Regions from separate parts of the Choristoneura fumiferana genome. Here region 2 is linked to region 1. Evidence: chromatin contacts called from public Hi-C data. All regions are on one chromosome and are shown on one strand. Each heading gives the region's core, a stretch centred on a gene start, on an enhancer-like site or on the middle of the called end of the contact. The rest is flanking DNA. Distances are from core to core; before and after follow the strand shown. Region 1 holds the start of LOC141445712 (GTPase-activating protein skywalker-like). Region 2 holds the start of LOC141426175.

Region 1 (5,737 bases), core at 1,019-3,518:
TGGCAATTCTTGGCAAGCATGTGAAGGGGGCTTTACAGTAATAAAATAAAAGAGACAGGTACAGTCACCAGCACCAATATCTGATACAACTCTATTTCTAGGACCGGAAGGACGTGTCAGATATGTTTGCACATTCCTCTGTGGCAGATATTAATGTGACTGTACTATGATTAAAATTTACTGAATAAAATATGTTGAGCTGTAATATATTTTTCTACTACAATAGATATTAGGTAGCTACCTAATATTTAAACTGATAAAAGATGTATGAACACGAAAATGAAATGAACTGCTTTTGCCATTTGTGTACAAAAATTATTAATTAATTTTTAAATGTTTAATCTTCTGTAGAAGTAAATATAATTATGTACAAATTCACAGGACACCTATTTCACAGGACGTAAGAGATATTTTTTGTCCGATTAGATTTTACTTTGCAACTATTAGACATACATTCTAAATTTCTAATGTGAAGGTCAGGTAGTTTCAAAGTAGCTTGTAAAATCTGCAAATGCAGTAACAAAACAATATAGTTATGTAATCATTTTTAAGGTTTTTTTAATGAATTTATACCTAATTAAACTATGTAGTTTGATATTGAATCACCATTAATCAATGTTGTAACTTTATACATACTTACATAGAATGGAGAAAGGATGTATAGCAACTCTGTAGCAAGTACTTCCTATGGCCTAAGAATTAAAAAACAGTATACCGTTTTTTCTTTAGCAAAGAATTTAGAATGCATACAAAATAAATATTTTTTTGCACAAGCTTTGTCATAAATTTAAATTTCATTACAATGCTGTACTCTTTGTGATATTTATGATAGTTTAAATGGGCCCCGGAAAAACAGAAATAAACAAAGATTTATCAAAAGCCATTTTTACATCATTTTTTTTATATCTATTATTTTAACAAGGCTTACTATGCAAATGTGACTATGTCAGTCTCATGGGAAGCCACAGAGAACCACATTAAACTCTACCCTGCCCAGAGACGGAGTCTGTGTACAAGAGCATGTCCAATGAATTTATAAATCAACACTGCATCGTCCGAAAAAGGCTTACTTAAGATCATATTCACACAGACCTCCATTATACAAATTTACATGATCTAGACATTTTTTCCTAATCTAAGAAATTTTTCATAAGCTGCAGTTCAACATGCGCAATAAAAACAGTTAAATTAAATAAGAAATAATTACCTGGTGGGCTGTCAGTGAGTATGGTGATACCGGTGGGATCAACATGAGGCGGGAACGCCTCGTACAGGTCGGCCTCCTCTTCAAGCACTGCCGACAACATAGCTGAGGGCATCCCGTCCACCGTCACAACACTGCACAACACAACACCGGTCCTGGCTTCCACCGGACTCACACCCGTGAGCCCACCCGAGCCATCCCGACCAAGCACCTAGGTCAAATCCTGTTGCACCATCTTCAAATCTGAAAGAAACAACACGGGCTCAGTACAAGCAAGCAAGCCACAGACTGAGCTATCACGCGCGATTTAAATCCGATTACAACCAAGATAAGAGCTCAAAATCCAACCAAATCAGTTACTGTTACCTAATTGATTATAATTAAAGCTTGTTTGGATCAGCTGATCCCAGCCGTTGCCAGAACAGACTTGACATTTTATTGCTATTTTAAGATTAGGCAGCTGATCGACTCAATGTCAGCCGCTCAAACGCCCATCCCCGGACTTTTACTTGTGAAAGGCGTTTTAATTTAGTTACTCACCGCAATCCTGGCGGTAAATGATGCGGTGCAGTACTAGCGGCTCCGTATTTACTGCTTTGGAGCCCCGCGACGACTAAACGAACCCGAACAGCGCAGCTCCCGGAGCGACGTAATCTCGAATAGGATAATAGGCGAGACGAGCGGGAGCCGACGCTTCTGCTTTGTCACTTAAACGAACCACACTGAGCATCACTCGGTATCAATAACTGACCATACGCACGGGTACATTATTAAAATTAGATCAATTTCACTGATAAATACTGGCTAATTTTAAAACCCTTTTCCTAATCCACTAAGTGTCGGATGAAAGTCGTGCGATGCTATTATTATTAGATTTTATTTAGTGCATTTGATACGTGCAGGTTGTTCGAGTTCGATTTTTGCGGAAAATAAAGTAGCCGTGGATGTTAAATCACACGTCCGCGATTTGTAAGAACGGGAGTTAGTTGCGTCTCGTACCGTAGTACTTGGTAGTACCGTACGCTTTCGCCTTCCTTCGCCTCGCGGTCGTCGTTCGTTCGTCGAAATGTCATAGACTAACTATTGACGAGGGCCGCTCGGTCAAATGCGCTTTTGTGCCTACAGACAAACAGGCTAAAGATAGTACCATGTCGGTGATTGAAAAAAAAAAACTTATTTAGTTCCTATGAGAATAAAATCACAAAAAGTATTTGTCATTTGGGTACAGAATGTATGAGAGAAACGGATACAATTAAGGTATCACTAAGAATTGATTGTCAATCTACTTAAATAAATAAAACGAAAATAAAATTTCAATTAATACAACCTTTTTTTTGGTGACTGTACTTTTTGTTGACTGTACTTGCATTGTCATTCAAACTAATTTAATGTTAAGTCGATGCTATTAACCGTTGAAGAGTTCCGTCCTGCGGAGACGATCCTGGCTAGACTACCAGGATGTCACTACTAGATTAATTTATTGTCACACGTACATATAAGTTTTCCAAATTTCAAGTCAATCTGACTAATGGAAGTTGGTCAAATTTAACTTGCAAGATTTGATTACAGACAGACAACGGGACAGGTGAAACTAAATAAAAGCTTGTAAAAAAATGATGGGCACCTAAGGGTCGAAATTGAAATAGTAATTTTTAGGTTTAATTTTTGTTTAGCTATTTTAAGTTATGTTAATTTTATACTTAGTCCCTGTTTTTAAACCTACTTCTATTGTTAAATAAAAAGGTATTTATAATTGGTCAATGAAGCCCTATGATAAAAAATACAGCATTACAGTTAAACACCAATGTGTAAAATTCAATTTAGACAAAAGAAAAGATACACAGACATAAAAGAAGTAAAGAACATACAAAAAAAAGAACTAAGGATTTTATACAACAATAAATAAATTACATCAAAACTAACAAATGAAAAATTAGACATGTTATTGCGAAATTTATATTATTTTTTATAAAAATTTACAAAATAAATTAAAAAAATAGATTCGACGTTAATTATTAGACTTATTACATTGATGACTGGATAAAGTGCATTACTTTCTTTAACGAATGGTGATGATTCCTTACACACTGCTAGGAGAAGGAAATTACCAATTATACGTACTAGCGAATTTGATACCACGAACCAAATATCCTAAGACACACATAAACAAAATTAAAACCGGCAAAGTGAGTGGGTGTCAAGCCAGGCCAGACCTACTTTGAAATAAAAGTAAGCGCATAAATATTTTTCAATAAATAAATCTTAGTGCATCTCGATGACCCTAACATCTAGCCTATCTAATCTAATCTATCTACTAAAAGTAAAACCTCTTAGCTCTAGTAGTTTAGGCTATGCATTGTCTATCTGTCAGTCAGTCAGTCACGTTAGGTACTCTTTTATAGGTGAAGATCTAATCATGCATTCCACCGTCTGGTGGAATTAATAGTCTTTGTACGCGGTAAATGACAAGATTCATTTACTTACTTACTACATTGAAATTGAAACACAAAGTTATAATGCGTTAACTGTAACCGGTGATAGTATTTTTGCATAGATTTTTATTGAATTACATATATTCCGAGAAATTTCGAATAAATTTATAAACAAATTGCAAACATAATAGAAGCTTAGTCACAACTTTCTTTCCTGAAATCTGGCAACATGCGACCACATTTTTCATGACAACAGGACAGATATATTTGGAATTAGTACGAGCGACAAGGATAAAGCAGAAAAAGACCAATTTAAAATCTACTAATGAGAGCAATTAAAGCTATTACCAAATGAGTGAGGTGTTTTTTTTTTAATTTTTACAAAATACTTGTATCACGAAATTACTTTATCATTAATTTGCTTGTTTCGTTAATTTCGTTTGCAGCGTAATGAATGATTGTTTATAGAAAATACAAATATAGCAACATTACGAAACACAAGAAAGATGAGCTAGAAAAAATATACTATTGTAGTAGAAAATTTGTACACCACTTTAAAGTAAAAAAAGGCAATTTTATCTCAGCCTATATTTGTTCCACTGCGAGATGAGAACTTGGGCATAAGTGCTTGTTTAAGCCTAAATTGAAAAAATATATTTTGACTTTGACTATGAGGCCGTATTGCCTAACGTTTCTGACACTCGCGATCGCAATCAAATGACAGTTTTTGCATGCGAAATCTGTCATTTGATTGCGATCACGAGCGTCAGAAACGTTAGGCATTACGGCCTGTGATTATTATATTATGTTATGTTTTCCTTCACCGTAGCTAATGGTAAATTTCAAATATAATTTCTCACATAAATTTGGTAAAACTCAGAGGTGTTGTGTTTTATTTAAAGACAATAGTAATTTAAGATTAGACATTTGATTCCAAAGCATATAAAATTGGAAATGACGTCTAGCTTTCAACATACATTTTAATATTTGACAAACAGGATTGAGGTAATTGGAAATGTACTTAATAGATTAATACAAAATATTAATAAGCGTGCACTAAACTTTCTCAGTGTTTTTATTACATTAAGGTATAACATTTCTGAAATTCTGACAGCGTTTTATAGCCATGTAAAATACCAAAAAATATAATTGGGCATGAGTGTGGATGTGCCAACTTAACTCAGTTTTATGATCTGATACGTGTCTAAAGCATACCTTCATTAAAATATTAAAAACAAACATAACTTTTTAAATAAATTAATGTTTTTTTTTTTTACTTTCATGCTGTACGTTTCACTCCGACACAAGATTTCCTAATGCATGATTGGTTTGACGACGCACCTAAATTATGTTTGCAGTTTTGAGAGTGAAGTCATGTGCGGGAGTGTACAACAGACTAAATAAACGTTTAGAGCATTTTATCTAATGTCATACCACAAACTGAAGTTGCTGCAAGAACCTTTGGGTCCATGCCGCAGGGGGATCCTTTTACAATTTTTTTCTAGTTATAGTTTAGTGATTACTTTTGTTTTGCTTTTAGTAATAATTTTAACTTAATACGTAATTTAAATAATCAAGTTTGTATGTATGTTTAATTTTCAAACTGTTCTAGGGAATAAAATAATTTTATTTAGGCTATAACAAGCAATTGGAGTTTGTAAGTACCACCTGTGGGAACATTGGGTATTTATTTTAATGTTCCTCATGGTAGAAACTAGAACTCGTTACTAGATGTATCCAATTATTCTGAATTTTGAACGTTATCTAAAATAATTAATTTCATTTTTTATTTATTGTTTATCTCACAATCCCACGTTCCTTCTAATCTCACCGATATTGTAAATGCGAGGGTTTGTAAGTCTGTTTGTTTGTTATCTCTTCATGTCTAAACCCCTGAACCGGTTGAGATGAAATTAGGTGTAAAGATATGTAGTTTGAGTCCCGGGGAAGGATAAAGCATAGTTATTATCCCGGAAAATTCCATAGTTCCCGCTGGACAGCGATAAATGAATTCTACGTGGACTGAGTCGCGGGCAACAGTCGGCAACAGATAGCCTTTAATACATTTTACACAGTAGAGAAATACATGGCCAAAGTTGCT
Region 2 (5,737 bases), core at 1,460-3,959, 140 kb before region 1:
AAGGTTTGAGTTATCTGGTTTTATTTCATTTAATATGGTTAGAAACTAAGTATTTTTTTACCTTCGCTTTAGGAAATTTGGATAATTAAAACGAACTTCAGTAAATTCATGTTTATGGTTTTGAGTTTTTCTTGATTTCTTCCAACACTGGTAGTTACGAGTATGTGTGAAAATGATAAATTAATACAACTTTGCCATACTAGTAATAACTGATGTAATGTTTTTCAGAATGCGAAATCGCCTATGTAGACTTCAACGCCGGCGATAGCCAAGGCTGGGTGCGTTTATCCAAAGAAAACGCTGCCAAGGAGGCTATTGAAAAGATCCCCGACGGCAAACTCACCATCGGCGAAACAGAGGTCACCATTAAACTGCTTGAGGGGGATGAAGAAAAAGCTTATCTAGACAAGACTATCGAAGAAATAACCAAGCGGCGTAAGAATCAGAAAAATAACAGGCATAACAGACAAGGCAAGAATTACAAGGGAAAACACCAGCATGGAAAGAAACGCAAGCAAGGGAACCATGAGGAAGCCCCGGCAACCAAAATCAAGGCTGACAGCTAGGCGCAGAAGTTGTGATCCGATTCCTTGTAAATTGATTAAGCACATCTTCAAGTTTATTCATACGTTAGAGATCTCAAAACTGTTATTAATCAGCTAGATTTCATATTTTGTTGAGGTCTATTAAAAGTTATGAATAGTGTAAACAATGAATGTTGAAACATGCAAATACGTTTTTGTTATTGAAGTGTAACTTAGATATTTTAAGATATCCTAAAGTGAAACTGAGTTTCTCTTTATTTTTAACGTACAGGTACTAAATAAATCTTTTATCAAAGTTCCTTTTTTATTTACTATTAAGATAAGTTTTTAAGTTTTTTTTTAGTAAATCTGTATTCAGCTTCATTTCTTACTCAGCCGTCCACTGTCCAGTCCGGTATTAAAGCTTTGGTTTCCTAGGATAAGCTGTGCCGTCATTATAGCGACCGTAATAAGCGGTGAATGACGTCACTAGAACGTTGTCTATGTGAACAAAATGGCGCGGTTTCCTAGAGAGCGGTGTTAGGAGGAGGAGGAGGAGCAGTATGAACTACGGCCGCTATTTGACGGCACCGCTGATCCTAGGAATAGGAAACCAAAGCTTAAGACCCCTTTCACATTAGGGTGACAGTCGCTGAGCAGATCATAGACCGTCTTGAGACCTTACACGCTGCTGGATGGAGTCACAAATTGGCGGAATTCTTGTCGTCTTCTATCATTCATTTTATAAATCGCACTAATATAATAAACGTGAAACTAACTGTTCGTCTGTTACCTTTTAATGCTTAAGCGCTGAACCCATTTTGATGAAATTTGGTAAAGAGGAAAGTATGAGACTGGAAAGGACAGAAGGTGGTTTTTAATCCCGGAAAAATACATAGTTTTGGGTTAGGTACTTCATAAGATTATCATCTGTTTTCCGCAATTTCGTCTGCGCAAAATTCATTTATCATTATCACGCACCCGCTAGAACTATAAATTAAATTTCTCAAACGTTTTTATTTCCATTCATAAATATGTTATACTTGTACAAAGAGTAAGTAGAGAAAAGATACTAAAGAAGGATGGTAAAAGTAGCCAGAGTAAGCCCCAGACCCAGAATACACATGCTTGTAATGTAAATGCCATAGCATGATGCTGTGTACCAGAAGTTGATATTAGTTTTATGCGTCATGTTCATGAAAAAATTAGTAGGCTGGGCCCTCATAGTGTGGAAAGTTTCTCTTTCAGTGAAACGAGGACGTTTGATTAAAGCTTGTTAAGTGTTTTTGCTCAGACAACTTTATTCTGTACATTACACTTTAGTTCTAGACTCCCCGTGCCCGTAATGCCCGTGCATTTGGGCATTTCTATCTACCGAAATTTCTATATTAACGAAATTTGGGAGGTAGAGAGTTCATGATTCCGAGCTGGAAAAGCAGCAGGGCTACTACGAAACTCGAAGTTCGTGTCCTTCCGTCTCTCTCGCTCTCGTATTAAATAGTATAAGTGTCAGAGGGACCACACGACACGAACTTCGAGTTTCGAGTTTCGTAGTAGCCCTGCAGGGTCTCCAGATTTGTCCCCAAAATATTGTATGGATGTGTCCGTTTTGTTACGAAAATTATTAAGAAAAAGTCTATGGCCGCACAAGACAATGAGTGTCACCAACCGACACGCTATTATTCAACATTTAAGTTAAGAGCGTTTTCACATTATCCGATCCGATATCGGTATGGGACGACGATAGACGACATCCGATAGCCGACAGCAATGCTGCTTTCACATAATTTCCGACAAAATCGTTCCGATACGGCCGGCTCAAAATGGCCGCCACGCATCGGGCTTTGCGCACACAGAAACAATTTAGATACACGCATAGCACATACAAACTTTATCATCCGACAGCCCACAGGCGTCCGATGGTGCCGTCAACATATCGGTGTCGGCTCCGATATCGGATATCGGGCCGGACAATGTGAAAGACAGGTACAAATTTCATACATTTTACTTGCCCCGATAACGTATTGTCGTCCAATACCGATATCGGGTCGGATAATGTGAAAACGCTCTGCTCTGATAGTCACAAATGAATAATCAAGCCCACATCAAGCCAAACTTCATCGTGGAACCATAAATGATATTGTGATCACTTCGAAAAAATACATGGCTTAAAAGTGAACGCACGCTTCTCATGTCGTGTCGTCATGTCAATTTGACAGATGGTGTGGCGTCGTTTTTCCCCGTCTCTCTCTTGGCTGTGAACAAAAGAAACCCAAACAAACGTATGAATTAATGCGTTTACGTAAGTGAAACCGATCAAAATGAAGCCAGAAGAAACCTCTAAAGAGGAGGAAAACAAAGCAGACACAGCCAGTGAAGCTCCAGTGTCTGGAGATGTGATTGGCGACACTGCTTATAGCGAGCGGTTTGTTTTGAAAATCCTGCTTAAATTAGCTAATTTAGACACATTAAAGGACGAAATTAAGGAAAAATCCTTTGAAGATGACTTGTGCACGCTTTGGGATATGACTGCGGAGAGAGATGTAGTTTTATTTCTACAAAAACATGAAATTTTAAACCTCTTTTACTTCGCGTTGCCGGTTATAGAAACGCCGCGCATTATTGAGATTATTGTCGGTATCATCGGCAACTTATCTTGTCATAAAGATGTCGTAGCCACTCTTATGAAGATGGACAACTTTTTAAACCTCCTTCTGGGCTACATGAAGGCAGATGACAGTCTTGTACTCATTCAGGTTTTGCGTCTAATAAATTCAAATTTGTTTCTCGCCCACGACAAAGATGTTGCAATTTGGATGAATCTGTTTCCAAAGATTGACTATGCCAGCACTTTATACTTTATCTTGAAGAATTCTTCAAACAAAGAGTTATTGGTGACTGCTTTAGAGAATTTTAACACACTATGTTCATATTGCAACACAGAGAAAACAAGGACAGTGTTCTTTACACATTTTTTAAAGAAAGAAGCAATGGAATCACTTGCAGCGGGCTTCACGGAGATAATTGTTAATAAAAGGGACTCCTGCGAACAGGATGAGCTAGAGAGGGTGCTTGTCATTACGTTTCAAATCATTCTAAATTTAGTGGGGTTTGATAAGTCTCAGGAAATCTACAGTGAGACTAACGACTGTGTCACAACCATGATCAGCCAAGCTTTATGCTATTATGAGAAGAAATTAATTAACCAAAAAGAGATTGACTCGGATGTAATCGATATACTGGACTCTAGCATTACGATAGTTAATGTATTGAAAATAACTTGTGAATCTGATAAATATTTCAAAGCGTGCCAGAAAATGTGGAGAGCTGTAAGCTTGATTATGAAAAATAACAAAAATGGGAATAATTTTGAAGAGGATGACAGAGAAGAATTGACTGAATACACAAAAAAAATGGTCAATCCATTGGCCACCCTTATGTGTGTTTATATGAGAACTTGTTCAGAAGAAGCTTTGGAAAAAATTCTAGATGAGCTTGGAGAGGAATGTGAGAAGATTGTTAATTCTGTTAAAGACAAGGAAATCCAAACTGAAGTTAGTAAAAGGACTGCCAATTTTAGGACTAGGTTAAAGGAAAATGTAGACTCGTAATAAACATTTGATCAAATATTTTCTTTTCTTTATATTTGGATTGTGTCAACTGACCCAGTTGATAGAGGTATTTAATCTTAAGAGCAACCTGTACACAGCTGTATAATTATTGTTTCTTGGAAAGTTATTTTTTTAACCATATTTAATCACTACTGAGCTTTGCTTAATATTTTGATAGTCGGAAAATCTCATTTAACCAGAAGATGGCACAGCTAGTTCACTTTTGGGCCCCAAAAAACTGTAGTAGCAAGTATCATCGTAATTATTAGCTATTTTTCGATATTGCTTGTTAAAAATTTCTTTGTTTGATTTGGCACACATTCTATTGACATGATACTAGCTTTGCAGGAATAAAATTTGATATTTTAATTTTTAGGCCATTTTTAGGTTTCCATACCTTGAAAGGAAAACCTTTATAGGATAAATTTGTTCTCCGTCTGTCCGTCTGTCAAGAACCTTTTTTCTGTTGGAATTTGTTTATCTTTTTCACTCTGTTTATAAATAGGTAAAGTTTGTTTGTATATCAGGGGTTTCTAATCTTTTTAACAATGAGTACCTGGGTGACCGAGCTTTGCTCGCCTTTGCTCGGGCTAAAACTCGATAATAAGCGTTTTCCCAGAGATAAGACCAAGCTAGATCGATTTGTCATCCCCGAAAACCCCTACATACCAAATTTCATTGAAATTGTTGGAGCCGTTTCGGAGATTATAGATTATATAAATATACAACTTGTTTTTGAGCATGCATTAATTTGTAATTTTAATTAAAATCTGCGTATTAATTCACTTTTTTGAAATGGTTTAAAAAATTGAAATACTGGAATAAAATAAAAGTATAATTTTTAGAAAATTACACATTTATACAGCTGGCAACACTTAAACTTATAGACAGCAAGTGAAGCTTTCAGCAAAATCTTTTAAATCTAAACTTCTTATATTTCAAACGCATATGTAAACAGCACAATAGTCTGCTGGTTCTGACCCAAAATAATATTACTCTCTTGCTCACATTTGTCTCAAATGAGCGAAAAGGAAAATATGATTCTAGGTTGCATGTCATTTACTATTGGAGGTAATCTCTGGAACAACTTAACCCAGTGGGGCAGTGGTCGGCAACCTGCGGCTCTTTAGATGTAAAAGTTGCAGCTCACCTATACCTGCAAAAACTTCGCTCTTTATGTCATTTAATACGCGAGTGAAAATGCGATACGAACTTCGCCGTACCTGCAGTTCCATACGCAAAATTTAGTGATTAAAATACTTTGTCAAAATCCTGAAAAATCGTGCTATCACTCCACTAGTGACTATTATATATCTATCTTTCAGACATGTTTTTGGTTTTAAAAAATCCAACTTGGAAGCAAATGACACTAAACGCTTACGTTAGTGGCTCTTTGGAAGCTAGTAAATTTTGAAAATGATAGCTTTTAGCTCTATCTTCTCAAAAGAGCCAGTTGCCGACCTCTGACCCCTGATTAACATAAACTAGTTTTTATCCTGGGAGTGAAGTGTCGTGGGATGACATTGAAGTTATGGGTAAAAAGTAGTACAGAGCTAATTTTATTTATTTATTAACTTTAGCACACAAAACAAATTGTAAACA

Evidence for each region. A called contact is a pair of places that touch in the nucleus more often than the background predicts.
Region 2: a Hi-C map of whole pupa shows a contact between it and region 1, with 3 times the contacts expected there. The contact joins the promoter of LOC141426175 here to the promoter of LOC141445712 in region 1. A contact is called at or near these places in 2 of 2 Hi-C or Micro-C datasets (both in whole pupa).

The regions. Positions count from the first base shown.
Region 1 is chr3:4,005,212-4,010,948 of NRCan_CFum_1, reverse strand. It overlaps LOC141445712 (GTPase-activating protein skywalker-like), which reads right to left and starts at 2,268. Exons shown (of 3, transcript XM_074111602.1): 1 at 1,745-2,268; 2 at 1,208-1,447. The coding sequence starts at 1,319.
Region 2 is chr3:4,146,483-4,152,219 of NRCan_CFum_1, reverse strand. LOC141426175 reads left to right here and starts at 2,709. Exons shown (of 1, transcript XM_074085031.1): 1 at 2,709-4,153. The coding sequence starts at 2,846. The coding sequence ends at 4,135. La (La autoantigen-like) reads left to right here. Exons shown (of 6, transcript XM_074085267.1): 6 at 229-840. The coding sequence ends at 566.